Linked DNA regions of Larimichthys crocea: region 1 is linked to region 2. A link is a contact called in public Hi-C data. All regions are on one chromosome and are shown on one strand. The core of a region is the stretch at or near the end of the contact, and the rest is flanking DNA. Distances in the headings are between cores, read along the strand shown.

Region 1 (5,290 bases), core at 2,595-5,094, 140 kb after region 2:
ATTATTTCTCCCATCATGTGTTCTCACTTTCTCCCTCTATCTCTCCCCTCTCCCTCTCTCTCCCTCCAGAACCACACACTGAGTCAGCACGCGCAGTGAGACCGAGGCCCGGCAGGATCTCTCGGCTCAGCCGGGGCCCCCGACCCGGAGCTGGCGGGGGACTCCCATCTCCACATCACAGCCAATCAAAGTGTCATTTGCTACTCACATGTAAAACTCTAACGATCGCGCCACTGGGCGCGGCTATTAGGAGCAGCGGGGGAAAGGAATATTAATGGGATATGCTATTAAATAAAGAAAGGAAAAAGTGGGTGAGAGAAACGGTAAGAGCTAGATAAAGGAAAAGAGAGGAGTGAAAAAAGGTATTGTACGTGCAGTATTTTTTATTGTCCCTGCCAAACCCTCCATACCAGCTTCTTCCCCTTCCCCTTCTCCTTCCCTCTCCTTCCACCCACCGCTCCCCAGGTCAGGCGTTTTATTTTTTTTAACAAATAGAAAAGAGAAAAAAGCAAGAAAACACCCTTTTGTTTTTGGGATTTTTTTTTTTAATAGACCGTAGGAAAAAGCTTCACTTTCTCGTCCCCTTCAGTTGCTTATTGTATTTAACTTCATAGGTGCCAATTTCTTTGATTTTTTCTTTCTGCCATATGCGCTTATTTTTCTTTTTGTTTTCATTTTTGTACCTTTTCATTTCTCGCCGTAAGTAGGTACTTGTGCTGTGTTGTGATTGTTTGCCAGTCGTAATATTCCTGAGTTTTTTTTTTCTCTCTCTCTCTCTCCCCTTCCCCAACTCTCCTTTTTATGATTATTGTTATATATTTTTTTTTCCTTTTTGTAATTACTATGAAAAAAAAAAAAGACATCAAACAAAATAAAGTGCAGAAAACCGTTTCTTTTTTTGGATTGAGTTTTCCAGTCTCTATGGGGCCTATAATGGTTATTGTAAAAATGAATATCATCGATTTCAGTGCGTCTGGTCAATGACTGCTTTTTAAATGTGAATTAACCAGATTGCAATAATCTAGTACAGACAAAAAAAGATAAAACAAATAAATAAATGACAAATAAAGAACTTCTGTGTGACGTGCGTTTGTTCAAAGGAAAAGTGAATCTGTGAGCGTGTCATCAATCACTAATATTTGCAATATTCAGCTGCAGGGATGCGTGGGAATTCTCACGAGGATGGTTCGGAGCTACACGTGAAGGTTCAACAGTTCAGTTCAGCAGCATATTTCAGAGTATTTAACGTAATGCCATAAAACATTAAAAGATATTCTATATGTGTGGTTCCCAACACAGGTGTTAAGACTGTTCTGTTCGTCCTCGGGTCTGAATCCGAGTCACGCTGCACGTTCCAGCACAGTGAAAGTCCCCGTATTCACTCTGCTCGGTGTTGGTGTCGCCGCTGTGTAAAGCCTTCTGTACATCTACAGTATTAAATAGCTACAAGCAACGCTACACCCGCAGCTCCATCGTGTAACATGAGGTAACTCACCTCAGACTGCACCGACATTAACGAGTCGGTTTCAGATTTCCTTTGAGGTAACACCGTGCGACTGTAATCTTTGAGACGCAATTACCGTAGAAACATCACCCGCGGTTTTAAAAAACCGAGGGATTTAGCAACGGGGACAAAGTTAATGTTGACCAATTCACACACCGATGCATGGAGAATACTGATAATGTTACACAGAGTGGAACAATTCAACATTCCTCCAGGACGCAGGCTGTCATTTTACCCAGAGATCCATCACACTTTGCTGTATCCACTGATGGAAAAAGACACATGCTGCCTGGTTTTAGTTCATTGTGTGTGTATGTCGGTGAACAGCTGTCAACCAGTGCTGCAAATAATCTTAGTAGAGTCAGGTTGAACCGAGTGCTTCGCCTGTTCTGGCTTAGATAGCAGGAGCACACGGATATTAGAAGTTACAGAACGTATCAGACTTGAAATATGAATGAATCAAGGATCAAGAGTATAGGTGGAGTTCAAATTGACCAGTAACAGCAGTTATTGAGCATTAGCAAATTATTATATCTTAGTTTGGTGTGGAACACACTGCAAAATATGAGTTTAATGAGTGTAATAGGTTTAGCAAATTGTTACATGTCATTGGACAACTGCCTACTTCCATATCCAGCAGACACAGAGCATCAAGATTTATCTTCAGGCAATTTGATGATTTGATGAAATAAGGTTTAGTGGATCAAACAAATACTTAGACCTGGTGTGAATGAGCAATGAGACACAGTAAAATGATCAGCTACAGGTCTTTAAATCCAAATAATGAGATACTGAAAGCAAACGCTGCACAGACATGGTTACCTCTCAGGATCAGAATCTGGAATCATGGATTTTTCTTGGTGTATTGGTGCTTGAATATAAACTGTAGCTGTTTTTAATGATGAAATAAAAGTGATGTACAGCCGTGGGCAGCTCCAGTTGGGAAGAAACATTTCTTATGGCATGAATTTTCCAGGTCCAGGTGGATCGTAGCCTCTAGTTTGCGAACATGCTTCAGGGTCTTGGAGGTGTGCAGGTCCTGGAGTTGTCACCATCTCAGCAGATCAAATGATACACTGCTCTTGTCCTTGGCGGTAGCAGCTGCACATTTGATGGTGATGGCAGAGGAGAGGATGGACTCAGCTGATACAGGGAGTACATCCTCTGCTGAGCTTTCCTGACGAGGGAGCTGATGTTCTGTGTCCGCTGAGAGTCCTACAGGCTGATGGAGGCAGGTGACACTCCGCTGTCTTCAGAGTCTTGAGCTCTAAGTTGTTCTTCCTTCACAAGGTCACCAGATGGTCAATCTCCCACCCCCCCAAATGAGAGTGGTGTGGTTCCCAAACTACAGGAGTTTGACAGATTAATGACCGGAGGTGCAGCTGTTGTACAGAGAGAAGAACTCAGCCTTGAGGGGAAGAACCGGTGCTGATGGTCCGTGAGTCAGAGAGCTTCACATGCTGCCTCCTGTCAGACAGACAGGAAGTGATGTGGTGGTAAATAAGATGTTAGGGAAACCACAGAATTCATCCTGATGGGGTCATGAATGTGTGAACCAAAATCAGTTCAATCCATCCAGTAGTCCTTGAGACATTTCCCACAAAACCACAAATGTCATTCTCACGGTGACAGTGGAGGAGACGTCAGAGCATCATTAAAGTCAGCAGAGGCATCTTCTGGGGACCATGAACTTTTGTTCAGCATGAATCAAAGCCTGGCTCGTGCTGTTCAAAATGTTCTAACATCTAAAAGATGTTTCACTGGACATGTGAAAAGGGTTCGAGCAGCTGGGTATGTTGTCATCTGCACGGCTAAAAGTTGAGTCTTTCTACAGTACATTCCTTAAATATTGTTATAATTATTATCTGTGTAACATTCAGAAAACCTTTGTTAATAATAATAATAATGACACGTTTGGGCGCTAAGTGACCTGCAGTCAACATCATTCCTGGACATGGGTAAGAAATGACTGAACTCTGAAATGAACACTGCACTGGATGCTGATTAATAAATGACACACGTCAGATTTCATGTTTCATATTCATCATGTTTCCATATTTTATTTGGATCAGTCTGACACAGACTGTCGTTTACAGTGTTGCCAACTTTCTCAAGACGACATAACAAAGGCGGGTAATATTATTCAAATATTACATTATAATAATTCATTGTCGCACGTGCTGCACAGGTAGGAGCGGGTCCTCTTTCATGTGGATCCATTTTTCTGCACGTGCATCATCATCAGGCACTTAAAGCTCACGTGTCCAGGGATGAAATCATTTTGTCTTTTTATTAATAAATGTTTGACTAATATATGATTTGATTCCCCACACACACACATCCTTTCCACTTTTTATCAGAACTGCAAAATGCAGACGGTCCCTGCAGCCGACATGACAGTTGAGCTGGATGCATTAATAAAGTTTATTGTAATAAAGGCTCGTGCAGCTGTGTTATTAAACTGTGTGAAATATGATGCACGCGGTCTCTCTCCGTGTCAAACAAACAGCGGCTCGTGAGAGAAGCTGCAGCCGATCAGAGCGCGTCAAAGCCGGGATGCGTGTCAGCGCAGCTCCGTGTGTTTCCGGGTGGTGCGCGGCTGCTCCGGTCCAACATCACCTGGTCCAGCCTCCCTCCTGCATCCATCCGTGCGTCCGTCCATCCATCCACAAACAACCCAACAACCAGTCTGATCTATAATTGATGTCTTATCGCTGAGAGTCAAAGCGCGGAGAGGCAGCGAGCAGCGGAGTCATGGCGGCGTCGCTTCTCTCCGAGACCGACATCAGGCACCGGTCCATGGCGGAGGAGGATCCGAACGGGAACGAGCACGGGTCGGCTGCACGCAGCGCTGCGCCTCGCTGGGGTCCGCAGCACGCCGGGGCCCGGCAGCTGGCGAGGCTGTACTCTCCCGGTGAGGACCCGGTTATTGTGGCTGTGTGTGTTGCTGTCGGTGTGTTTGTCGGTAACGGGGTTAGGAATGAGACGTGGTGACAGGAAGAGGCCTGGAACTGCACAGTGCGACATTAGGGTGATGGTGATGATGATGATGATGATGATGATGAAGCTGCTGGCTCCACACTCACATGTGATTTCTGAATGATCACTGAGATGCATGTGTGGTTCTTATTGTGCATGCAGCAGGACACAGTGTGAAGGCCTGCACCATCATCCAGCAGCATCACTACTTATTTAACTTGTACTCAAGGCTCCTGGAAAGTTTGACTTCATCCTGCCTGGAAACTCCACTGTGCAGTGCATTCATGTAACTCAATGATCAGGATCTGAAAATCTGTATCTACTGACCCTCTGTCACCAACTGCTGGTGACTCGTCCAGGGCGTACCCGCCTGATAGGGGAAAGCGGTTCTGGAATATGGACCGATTGATGGATTTACTGACCCCCTCATGAACTATAGAGGTTAGGGCACTCGCTGGCTGTTGTGTGTCATTCACATGGATGGAATATAGAACTGGATGGATGGATGGATGGATGGATGATGGTTGTGGCCCACTAAATAAATGTTCTCAGTTTAAGGGAAGTTTTCCAAATGTGAAACTTTCCTGGATTAAACATTGTAATCGAGGTGTCCTGTACTCGGCAAATCTGGAAGCAAAGCCGAGAGTCGGTTCCAGTTCTTATGATACATTCACGGTCTCGCACTTTATTTCCTGTCATCATCACGGTACTGTTGGCTATTAAAGGCGTAATATACCCAAAACATCTTGAACACGTTCACTGAACCTGGTACAAGTCTGTCCATCAACCACGTTTTTGGTTTTATAG
Region 2 (4,857 bases), core at 1,698-4,197:
ACCACTGTAAAACAGACTGCTGTTAAGGTATGAAATCTTTAAGCCAAATCCCCATTTTTTTGGGGGCTGTAATTCTACATCTGCCCCCGGTTTATTCCATTGATGTCCTGTCTGTATCAATTCCCACTGCATGTCTGTTGGCCCGACTTATTCAGTAGCTGATACTTGATATTCTCTTGTTGTGTGTGTGTAAAAAAAAGCCAAATCCGCACGGAGATGACAGAGGGTGTAATCGCCAGCTATGTGATTTAACAATACGACTCTTAGAAGCTATTCAGACTGGGGCCTGTCCTTGACCCTTAAGGAGCTTGTAATGTGGGCTTTTTTCCCACTCTTTGTATTTACCGGCAGAAACGAGGAGGGGGCACAGGGTTGGAGGGGGGGACCAACCACTGAGTGAGGGCTTTTGCCCCTCCATGCCAGCGGCAGTCACACTGGGGGAGCTATGCAAGCGTGCACACACACACACACACAAACAGAAATGCACACACGGGTTTCGGGTGAAGGCAGAGGGGAGATGGAGGGGGAGAGGGAGCACAGAGACAAGAGCCCCCCACCTTCCAGAGCCCAGCAGGGGGTCAATCTTAAAGGCTGCTCTGTCTCTCCGTGGGAGGATGGGGCGAGGGGGGGGAGGCTCAATCTGCGGAGGGCAGTGGTCCTGCTGGTTAGCACAGGGAGCTCCACGTTACCCAGTTATCCATGACAACCAAAGAGAGGGAGAGAGAGAGAACATGGAAAAGCTCAGCTGCGGTCAGAGAGCGCTCAGTTGGAGCAGAGTGTGAAGAACAAAGCACCCAGTGATTTTCATTTTTTCCCCTCTTTGTCTGCTTTATATTGTCCACAGACGTGTCCCTTCTTTTCTTTACTGGAAATAAAGGAGCTTTGAAGAAGAGGCACAAACACACACACACATGCATGCATGGACACACACACACATGCATGCACACACTGGTGTGGCTAATTGAATTATGTTTATACAGTAAGTCAAACGGTTTATTTTCACTCTGCCCTCCTATGTGGAAAAAAGAAAGAAAAGAAAATTGGTTTCTTCTTAGACGAAGCTGCAAAGCAAAAAAAAAAAAAAGGGGCAACGGAGGACACGGAGGTGTTTTCTTTTAAAGGAAATGCCCTCAGCAGATTTTTAAAACATCACCGTACAACACGGAGGGCCGAAACAGACGTTTCATGTGGTCTCCATCAAAAAAAAAAGAAAAAAAAAGTAGTGGAAAATGTTCATTTCGCACGGATAGGTTCTGCTCAGCCTTAAATGAATAGGCTTAAACTAATCCTGTGAAACACTGTCCGAGAGAAATTAAGCCACCACAAATGAAGTGAAAAACGCCCCAAGAAACGGGGAGATGAGAACACGTCTGACAAATCCTGTGACGAGATGAAACATTACAGAGTCAATCCACGTCTGTACGAAGCACTGAGTCAACCAAATGCAGTTCAGCTTTAAAGCCTTAAAGTGCAGAGTAGTGTACGTTTGTATCGGGGTATGTAAATAAAAGAGGAAGTATTTATATGTGAGTGTGTTAAGATACCAACAGAGTGAAATGAATATAAGATAAAGATAAGTGTACGTTGGGACTGCAGAGGAACTTTGCAGTTTTTGGATGTTTACATCTCAACGAGACATTACTTTAATGATAAATAAATGACTTATTAGTTCATTATCTTCGGTGATTCAAGCTGAAGGTGAAGACTCAAGTTATAACTTTCTTAACTCCCCCCCAGAAAAACATTAAAGGGGGATGGATATGTTTCCCTCCAACAGCTGCAACAATCTGAGGTGAATTTCTATGAAGCAGCTGACAAAACGAAGAAACAAAATCCCAGGAAATGTGTTTTTTTATACAAATAGTGAGAAGAGCGCCTTTAACTACAGTAGGTAGGCGTTGTAGTTGCTGATTGCAACCCCCTCGCCTCATCCTCTCCTTGTCCTAGTGCAGTGGTTCTTAACCTGGGTTCGATCGAACCCTAGGGGTTCGGTGAGTCGGTCTCAGGGGTTCGGTGGAGCCTCCGCCCTGGAATTTTTTATACCATTTGTTACAACATATCTTTGTGAGCAATCGTTTTCGAGGATGCTGGACATAAAAACTAAGAAAAGGAACAGACTTTGCTGTGAAAATGACATGAGGCTGGCACTTGCCAAGGTGAAGCCACGCATATCTGAACTGGTCTCTCAAAGGCAACAGCAGAAGTCACACTGAGGTAAGTTGTTGTGAGTTCATGCACTGTGTTGGTTTTGTTATTTGAACAAGGTGATGTTAATGCACGGTTCATTTTGTGCACCAGTAAAAAAAAAAAATCATATTTTATTTTTTACTAAAGAAGGGTTCGGTGAATGAGCATATGAAACTGGTGGGGTTCGGTACCTCCAACAAGGTTAAGAACCACTGATCTAGTGTGAAGGAGAAAGTAGAGGATCATGTTAAACACGCCAAAAACAAAACATGAAAGTTTGTGAGTTTTACGGTGGAAAGCGTGTGTGGGGTTCATTCTGAGGTAACATGACGACACACGAATGAAAACAGAGTCATGCGTCTTATGTAACATGTAAACAAAGCGAGTATAAGGAGACGGCGCTTGCTTTGAGGAGCAGAGGTACACAAGGATGGAGAGTGACATGTTGTGACGCCGCCCGATTTAGACCTACACACCCAAACACCAGGTGACACCAGGACTGTCCATCACTCCAGATCACAAACCCCGTCTTGGTTCTTAAACTTGCACCTTTTTCTTTTTTAAAGTTCAGCACCTCTTCCACATCCCACTTCAATCCAAGTCCACATTTTCCCTCTGCCTCCTTCCTCTGTATTCTCAGAGTCCCTGTTGTAGTTGTGCGTATCATCCACAGCCAGGCGCTGTTGCCTAACACTCCCCCCTCTCTCTCTCTCTCTCTCTCCCTCCCTCCCCTCTCTCCCTCTCTCTCTCTCTCTCTCTCTCCCGTCAGCCCAGCCTGCCTCTCTCTCCTGCCTCTCTGCCTCAGCCAACCCGGGCTGTGCCGAGCTGCTCCCTGCGGGATCAGAGCGCTCCCCCGCCGGGACCCTTCTCTCACATCCCCCTGCTGGGACGCGGCTACATTTCCAGCCAAGCACTGCCTGCCTTGGCTTTATTATGTGTGTCTGCGCCGCAGCCCCGCCAGCAGAGGCAGGCAGAGGAGGAGGAGGGAGACTGGTAGCCAGAGTCAGGACAAAGAAAAAGCAGGGAGACAGAGGCTAGCGAAGGGTTAGACTGCGAGAAACACCAGGCTGCGAACCGGGGCTTTGAGAAATATTAACAAAAAGGGGAAAAGTGGGTAGAATAAGCGGTGTTCCCCTCGGGGGTGGAGATGCAGGGGAAGAGCGCAATGTCCATGCCACCAGACCACCACCACTACCACCACCACCACCTCCACCAACACCAATGCCTAGTGTAGAATAAGCGGGACGGAACACGGGAAGGCTGGTCGGTTCGGGTCGGTGCCGCTCACCTGGAAGGGGACAGAAAAAATAGTTTCGATAAACTAAATAAAAGACGAAGACGCGGAGGAGAGCGGAGGAAGGGGAGGGAGAGGAAAGAGGAGAAGAAGGAGAAGAAGAAGGAGGAGAAGCCACGTTTCGGTTCGGTCCGTGCTGCTCCTCACCTGGACGGGTCACGTTAACCGCTCGTGACACCTCCAACCTCGCCTCGCGCTCGGACTGTCACTTTTCCAGATCACCGCGCGGAGCTTTTTTTTTTTTTGCTCAGGTGTTCGCTCGCTCGCTCGCGCGCGCGTGGCTTCTTTTTGGCTTTGGGCAGCTCGCGCCCCCCCGTGCTGGATAAAAAAAGAAGAAAGAAACAAAACAGACAATAAAATAAAAAAAGAAAGAAAGAGTGACGCTGTTAACGGAGAGGAAGGAGGGCAGAGCGGACGGGAAGTTGTCCCCTCGTTTATTCTACAGGTTGCGTGAGCTCCAGCCACCGCAACAAAAAAAAAAAAAAAAAAAACGCACCAGAGGAGCCGCGCGCCGCCACCTCCACCTCCTTCAACCGGAGCCGCGCGGTCACTCCACCGGCTCCAGAGGTGCGTTTCTGCGGGGTTTGCTGTCGCCGGGCTCGGAGGCTGAAGCTGCCGCATTGCAACAGGCGAAGCAGCAGCAGCAGAGAAGCGGTGGAGCTGCTGGTGGAGGAAGAAGAAGGAGAGATAACCCGACTGTGTCCGCCTGCATGGTTAGCTGAAAACACGGAACGGAACAGAAAATAATTAGAGAATAAAACTAGAAATAATAATAACAATAAAAATAAAAATAAAAGCAGCTCGGCAGCAGAGATGTCCAGACGGAAACAGGCCAAACCTCGCTCCGTTAAAGGTAAGAAATGTTTATTTTGAAGCTCATAAAAAAAAAAAGTCTTGTTGCCTGTCGGCTAATTGAATTGAATGTGCCCCTGAAGGCTTGCAGCCACTCTGAATCACCGTCTCTTACCTTTTAACAATTAGTGTGCTGCCTCCACTTTCACCCTGATTGTTTGCAAGGAGAGAAAAGTGATGAAATCAAAAAAGAAGCTGCAGCTGCCACACTGTCACAGTCACAGGATGATTTACTGTTTTTTTTCTTTTTGTTGTAAATTCACTTGCACACATGTAATCTGGATTATTCCCATGCTGTTGTGATGCTGCACTGCTAAAATCTGACCCCCACCCTCCCCTCCCTCAAACATGACTCACAATGACTCCAAAATAATAATTTAAAGTCCAGATTTGTTGTAATTGTCCACACCTTTTTTTTTTTAAAGGGAGGTTGCTTCATTTAAGATTTTTTAGAATATTCCTGTGTTTGTTTTATTTCTGCTTCCCTCGCGAGGTTTGTGCACATGTGAACTCTTTTAAATTTT

Evidence for each region. A called contact is a pair of places that touch in the nucleus more often than the background predicts.
Region 1: a contact with region 2 is called in a Hi-C map of muscle, with 5 times the contacts expected there. The contact joins the promoter of si:ch211-212o1.2 here to the promoter of znf423 in region 2. A contact is called at or near these places in 2 of 7 Hi-C or Micro-C datasets (both in muscle).

What each region holds. Positions count from the first base shown.
Region 1 is chrXXI:9,133,699-9,138,988 of L_crocea_2.0, forward strand. si:ch211-212o1.2 (transmembrane protein 189) reads left to right here and starts at 3,845. Exons shown (of 6, transcript XM_027272532.1): 1 at 3,845-4,418. The coding sequence starts at 4,259. znf423 (zinc finger protein 423) reads left to right here. Exons shown (of 22, transcript XM_027272576.1): 22 at 70-1,069. The coding sequence ends at 99.
Region 2 is chrXXI:8,994,243-8,999,099 of L_crocea_2.0, forward strand. znf423 (zinc finger protein 423) reads left to right here and starts at 2,948. Exons shown (of 22, transcript XM_027272576.1): 1 at 2,948-4,334. The coding sequence starts at 4,295.